Linked DNA regions of Rattus norvegicus: region 1 is linked to region 2. The links are chromatin contacts, called in public Hi-C maps. All regions are on one chromosome and are shown on one strand. Each heading gives the region's core, a stretch centred on a gene start, on an enhancer-like site or on the middle of the called end of the contact. The rest is flanking DNA. Distances are from core to core; before and after follow the strand shown. Region 1 overlaps Cadm2 (cell adhesion molecule 2). Region 2 overlaps Cadm2 (cell adhesion molecule 2).

What was found. A called contact is a pair of places that touch in the nucleus more often than the background predicts.
Region 1: a contact with region 2 is called in a Hi-C map of frontal cortex, with 1.7 times the contacts expected there. The contact joins two enhancer-like sites.

Annotation. Positions count from the first base shown.
Region 1 is chr11:18,961,148-18,964,325 of GRCr8, reverse strand. The region is part of intron 1 of Cadm2 (cell adhesion molecule 2); the gene reads left to right. Among named protein-coding and RNA genes, the nearest start is that of Cadm2, 9.1 kb to the left of the region's middle. Within about 2 kb of position 1,810, at least 30 of the 93 cell types and tissues checked have an H3K27ac peak or open chromatin away from gene starts, as enhancers often do.
Region 2 is chr11:18,828,678-18,831,859 of GRCr8, reverse strand. All of the region lies in intron 1 of Cadm2 (cell adhesion molecule 2), which reads left to right. It also overlaps the pseudogene Eif4e-ps7. Among named protein-coding and RNA genes, the nearest start is that of Cadm2, 140 kb to the left of the region's middle. Within about 2 kb of position 1,474, at least 11 of the 93 cell types and tissues checked have an H3K27ac peak or open chromatin away from gene starts, as enhancers often do.

The sequences.
Region 1 (3,178 bases), core at 561-3,060, 130 kb before region 2:
ATTATGTTTAGGAATAAAGGTCAACCTTGTTAGGTTTTAAATTAATTAAAATCTGTAATAATGTAGTTTATGAAGAAAAGATGAGTTAACTTCCTTCTTAGTATTTATTCTCTTCTTCTCTTTTAATGAATATGTTTTCTTCACCAGTGATAAGATGGAATTCTTCTGCTGAAAACAGCAATTGGAAAATTTCAATGCGGTTGAAGATTTATTCTGAATCTTTCATACTTTTGAGAGTAAACCACTAAAACCTGTTACTGCCTGACTAGATGAAAGAAGTTATCAGATCTTTCCTAGATAGAGTTGATAATTCATTATTCACAGTATACTTTAGAGGAATGAAGTAAATATTAAGACAGTCCTTATTCACCATTGGGATAACTCTTTGTGAGTGAGCAAATAAATTCCACTTAAATATTTAAATATTTAATATTTATTTCCCACCCATTTCAATACTTCAGAGGAAGACTGTGTCTAGTTATAGTTGGGAAATTTACAAAATAAAAATAAACATTCTTTTCCTTTTAGGAATACAAAAAAAAAGTGTGATCAAGCAGTGCCAATGATTTGGGGTTATAGGGAAATAAAAGGCCCTTTAGAGGCTAAATTGAGTCCCTAATGATGATTTTATACACACACACACACACACACACACACACACACACACACACATCAGTTGCATTGCTTATCCTTGGGAAGAGAATGGAGAAACACCATTCCTGACAAAGATATGCTATGAAGCACATGGTGCTTTATTGAATCTATGTAATTTATAAAAAAAACAATTAATTTCTTCTTGCAAATGCAATATTTTTGGCATCTGGGATAAACTTGTCTGAGCTTTAAAATGCAGGTGCCTTAATAGTACTTATTTAAACATCAAAGCCTGGAACATTCAGTGTGTCATATATACTTGTACTTTCTTCCTAAATTTATCTTTTATTTCAGCTGGTCACTTATTCCTCTTCCTGTAAGAAATGTTCACGATGCCTCTCCTTGATGTTCAGTTTTATACCTAACATATCCTGTTTTCCAAACTACATATATAAGCTGATGCTGAAATGAATAATCATAAATTATAAATCAGAATATATACATTAAATAAGTAATATGTATTATAGATATGTGAATATCTATATACATGTATTTATATGTGCATCTTTAAAACCAAATTAAAATGTGCACAAGCTTTAAGTGCCACTCCTTTGCTATAGCTTTCTATTTTATTTGTTGAAGTTTGAATGGTAACCCAGGTTGCTTTGTGCTCTCCAGGAATATAATAACCCCTTTTCATTACCACCCTACCAACCTGGAATAATGTACATTAAAAGAAATGAATGAAGGACGGTGAATCGTTAGAGAAGAGATATTTTGTAAAATGATGGTTTCTGAAGACATACCAGCAATTGAGTTTCTCAACTACCAAAGGGCCGATCTCAATGTTTTGCAGTTAACATTGCATTTTTAAAAAGAGTTCCACCACTTTGGTCTCATAATATAAGTGGGGGGAGAAAAAAGAGGAGGAAAGGAATGTGAGTCAGCCAGCCAAAACTACACAGCAATGCCTGGCAAAGCTGAGTAAATTAGCATATGCTAGGCGAGTATTTCCCTCTGTTGTTACATAATCCCTTTCTAATAGGAAATCAGTTCTCATACTTAACCCTTTTGGAAAGATGAGAATTCTCTCATTGTTATGTTTTTGGCTTTGCTTAGATTATTTTCTCACAAATTGCGTAAATCATCCAGTGAAGGGCTTTTATATCAACCTACCCCCCTTTTCATCCAGTCTCCTGTACACAAATGTTCCGTTCTGTGTTCAACTTCAGAATTCAAGGAGCAACGTTTCTATAGCCTTCTCTGAGAGGATCTAATTAGCATCTGAGTCTCCCTTTACTCATGTGCAGGCTTCTTTAGAAAATACATTAGTTCTATGAGGTTTCCCTGAGGATTCATAATACTCTAGTTTGTTACATGTACTCTGATATTCAGTGTGCCTTAATTATGCACGTGGCCTCATTTCAAAGCCTTCTCGGGGATCATATGGGATAGAACAGGGGTCTAGCTGTAAGTTCACTGTCACTTATTAATGTGTAGGTGGTATTCAGAGGAGGATGTTTCTGGAGGCAATTATATATCTATGGAACCAATATAGCAAGCAGTTACATTCTGCTTTTGGTAGTGCCTCTGCCAAGGCAGAATTAAATTTACCACTGTGATACATACTATAGTATCTATTGTTCCCAAGTAGTTCTTTGCTCTAGGAATGAAAGAAAATAATAATAGAAATGTGCATTGTTTAATCGGAATAAGGGACTGTTCATTTTACTCTCCCTCCTGACAAGGGGACTCAAAAATGGTTCCTATGTCAATAATCTGCTCCCTAACTAGCCCATTAACACGTTTTGCTGTGGTGGGGTCCTGATGTTTTGCTGGTTGTCGTGTGAGGCTATAGATTTTTAGATAGCATTAATTGCCTGCAATCTTTATGGACTGTCAAATGTCAGTGCAATGCCAAAATTGAGACATGATATTTTCTGGTTTTTATTTGCATGCAAGTGAAACACCCTGTGCATTTAATGAGAGAAGAGAGGGTTTTAAAATATTCTTTTTTTCTAAATCTCGTTAAAGAGAACTTGACTGTGGATGGAACGTTAGAATTAGCTTGCTTTAATGCATGCTATCATTCATAGAAACAGATTGCTTGTTTCACCTGATATTCAGAGTGCTTTAATATAAATTGTATTATTTTATGTACATGCATCCCTGTGCTTTATATATGTCATGAGAGATATTGGATTAATCTATAAATATGGTTTTTTAAAATTTATACTTAGACAACAAAAAACCTTTTCTAAACTGACCTATTAACTATTTAAGTGAAAAACTGTTTCCCTGTTTTTATACTTGCATAATTGGAGCCATTTACAGATTAAAAACAATTGGCACAGCCCTTTTCCTATAGGGCTTGTCTGACGAGTTTGCTTTAATAGACAAAAGAATGCCGTTTGCCCTTTATTGATTATTATGAGCATTTCTGTCTTTCTAGTTCTTGAAAGATCCAAACCTTTTATTTTGTTCAGCATATGACCTATATAACCCTTTCACATGTTTTTAAAAGAGAATTTAGAAGGTTATGTACTTAGGTCTCCTCTAGGACCCGTAAACCTCCAGAGTGCAA
Region 2 (3,182 bases), core at 225-2,724:
ATCAAGTCTCTGTGAGGCTACACACATCCACTCCCACTGAGGCCAACAAGGCAGGCCAGGTAGAAAAGCATATTCCATGGACAAGCAACAGATTTCAGGATAGCCCCTATCTAGGGATTCAGGACCCACATGAGGACCAAGCTGCACTTCTACATATGTTCAGGGAGACCTAGGTCTTGCCTGTGTAAGTTCTTTGGTTGGTGGTTCAGTGTCTGAGACTGGGTCTAGGTTGGTTGATTCTGCTGGTCTTCCTGTGGAATTCCTATCCTCTTCAGTGCCCACTATCCTTTCACTATTCTTCCATAAGAGTCCCTAAGCTCTATCTACTCTTAGGCTATGGGTATCTGTGTCTGTTTGCATCACCTTCTGGGTAGAGCCTCTCTGAAGGCAGCCATGCTATACCATGCAAGCTTAACAGAATATCACTAACAGTGTTTTTCAAAAAGAGAAGAGTTCTACTGAGGGGCAGGTAAAGGAATAAACATTTCTGGCTACTTTAGTAGTCTTGCTTTCTTCTTAGTATTTTATCCTAACAGATTCATCTAAGAATCTATGTACTTTCTTATTTGATTTAATCTGCCTGCTTATCCAAATGCTGAATTCATATTTTTACCTGGCACATTCCTTCCCCAATAAGAAGTGGCACAATACTCCAAACAGCTGTGACAAATCCGTCTAAGGAGTGAATAGATTAATAAATGTTCAATTAAAATGTCTTTCAGGATATTAACTGTACAAATTTCAAAGCTGTGAATAAACACTACTGAATAGTGTTAAATACAGACCTGGGATGATTTAAAAAGAATGGAGACTCTAAAATGTATTTTTTTTATACTGGATACTTTGCCTGAAATTTTCTTGTATTTGTATCAGAACATAGTATGATGTCATCATCAATTGAAGAATGACAATAGAACTGATGGTCCTCCTAAGTAGATAGTAAGTTCATATAAACAACCGTAAGAATTTTTAAAAATCAGAGAAAAAATATCAACACGAGAGTCTAGCTAAGACATGTATGGAATCCAATGTGTCCAAGAAAACACATTATACATTATTAAACAAAATGAAGTCCTGCTGACTGGACTTTAAATTATCTTAGAAAAGGCAGCTAGTCCTATATTACATTGAGCTATGTGTCTATTAAGAGATAAAATTGACAGGTAATTATTCTCTCCACTGACGATTTCATGATTAGAAGTATTTTAATTGCTGCTCTCAACTGCATTAAACGTGTGCTTCCATAGCATCTCAATCCCAAAGCCGTCATTAGGAGATGTGTTTAGTAAGCATGGGAGATGTGTAAGTCAACTAGGGAAACTTGTCATGAGATGGAATCAGTTGTTGATGGCTTTAAAAGGTGATTTATTATATAGAGCTCTTGACTACCTGAAGTGCCAGACATAAAACTGAATATTTTCTGTGTAATTACACTGAATAATTATTAGTGACAGACTTATTCAGCGACACTTAGACCAGCCTTCCGGGTGATGTGGCAGCAGAAGTGGTGGAGGTTGTCCACAGTCTGAAGGAACCTGATGACACAGTCTTAGAATCTGAACATTAACTCATGTTCTCCAAGCACAGTTTTCTTTCTTCTTCCTTTATAATTTTTGTAGAGCAAATTTCTCTCCCTCGCAAATTACAGACCTCTCTTGCTTCTCTGGAAAATTGTCCCTATTTTCCTCTCTTGGGTATTTCACAACAGCCTCACAATGAAGTAATTTGAGCATTTACAAACTTGATACAATGCCTCATTCCTCACATCCAAGTCATTTAAATTCTTTCCTCAGCGCCTGCTTCTCCCAGATTGTGTCCAAGTTTAGCAGTGGAGACCCGAAGTTCAGTGATCAGCTGAACTTTTGACTCACATAAATGACTTTCAATAAATTTAATTAAATTTATATTAGCAGATTAGACCTGGGCAGAAAGATTTCCGTTTCTGTTATTAGAGAATATTTCAAGTCTAAAGATGGAAACCATTTTTACCTCTAACTGGAGCATGTTTTGTCTTAATTAGAGCCCAACTATTTACTTTTAGGGCTTCCAGATTCTCAGTGATGAAAACAAGGTTTGGGTTTGAATTTTTAATCCTCCAAAAAAAAAAAAAAGAAAAAAAAGAAAGAAAGAAAAAAAACCAAAAATCAAAAACCAAACCAAACCAAACCAAACCAAACCAAAATGAGTGCAGTGTGTGTTCTTGTGCCTGCACGCCCACCGCTTTTCTGTCTACGGTGTGTTAATCCTCATATATTGAAAAGCATCTCCTTTCAGGCAGTGAAATGTAGATTGCCAAAAAGTTTGAATTTCTCATTCCCTTCACACCCCAGCTTGCTGAGTTTAGAGCTGTCCCTGGTATCTGTGTCATGGTTGTTTAAATGGATTTTTTTGTCTGGTGACACGATGTAGCATTGTTATGTGATAATCATTCAAGTCCATTCTAGTTTACCTCAAAAATATTTCCTGTATGTTTATAATGTTGCTTGATAAAGTAGACTTTCTCCAAAAGTGTAAAATGTAAATAATACACTCTTAGCTTCATTTCTGTAGTTTGGTGACCACAAATAATTGAAAGGATACACACACACACACACACACACACACACACACACACACACACACACACTCACACACACACACATAGAGGACAGGGGAGAGAACTGATATTTAACTGAAATAAAATATGATCTTTCTTTCAGTCAGTTTGTTTCTAAAACAGTAGGAATATTCATTTGAGTTAGCTCATAATTTTAAAAAAGACTGGAAAATTTTCAGTTTTAATTTTTTAATCTCTATGGTTACCTTCATTATATGTTACCAGTTTACAATTAACAAAATTAATTATGTAAGTATACTTAAAACTTTTGTTATTTTGTTATGTTGCATCAATATTTTCTGATAATTCCTCCTAAACAATGACACTAACCAAGAACATTCACCGACTGGAAGTTGTAAATGAAGTGTATCAAAGGCATTCACATGTATTTTGCTCTTGTGGTCACTGTGTTTATGTATTTTTAGAAATAACATTATATGCTAACATTATATATTAGTAGGGAGGGGTTTGTGTGTTAAAAATAAAAGCAGTGAAGAAAAATGGTAACTGACTTGTACATTATCTAACATCTTTCTTCAACTGTTGTCAGCTCTGCACAACAACATAAAAACATAAACGAACAAAC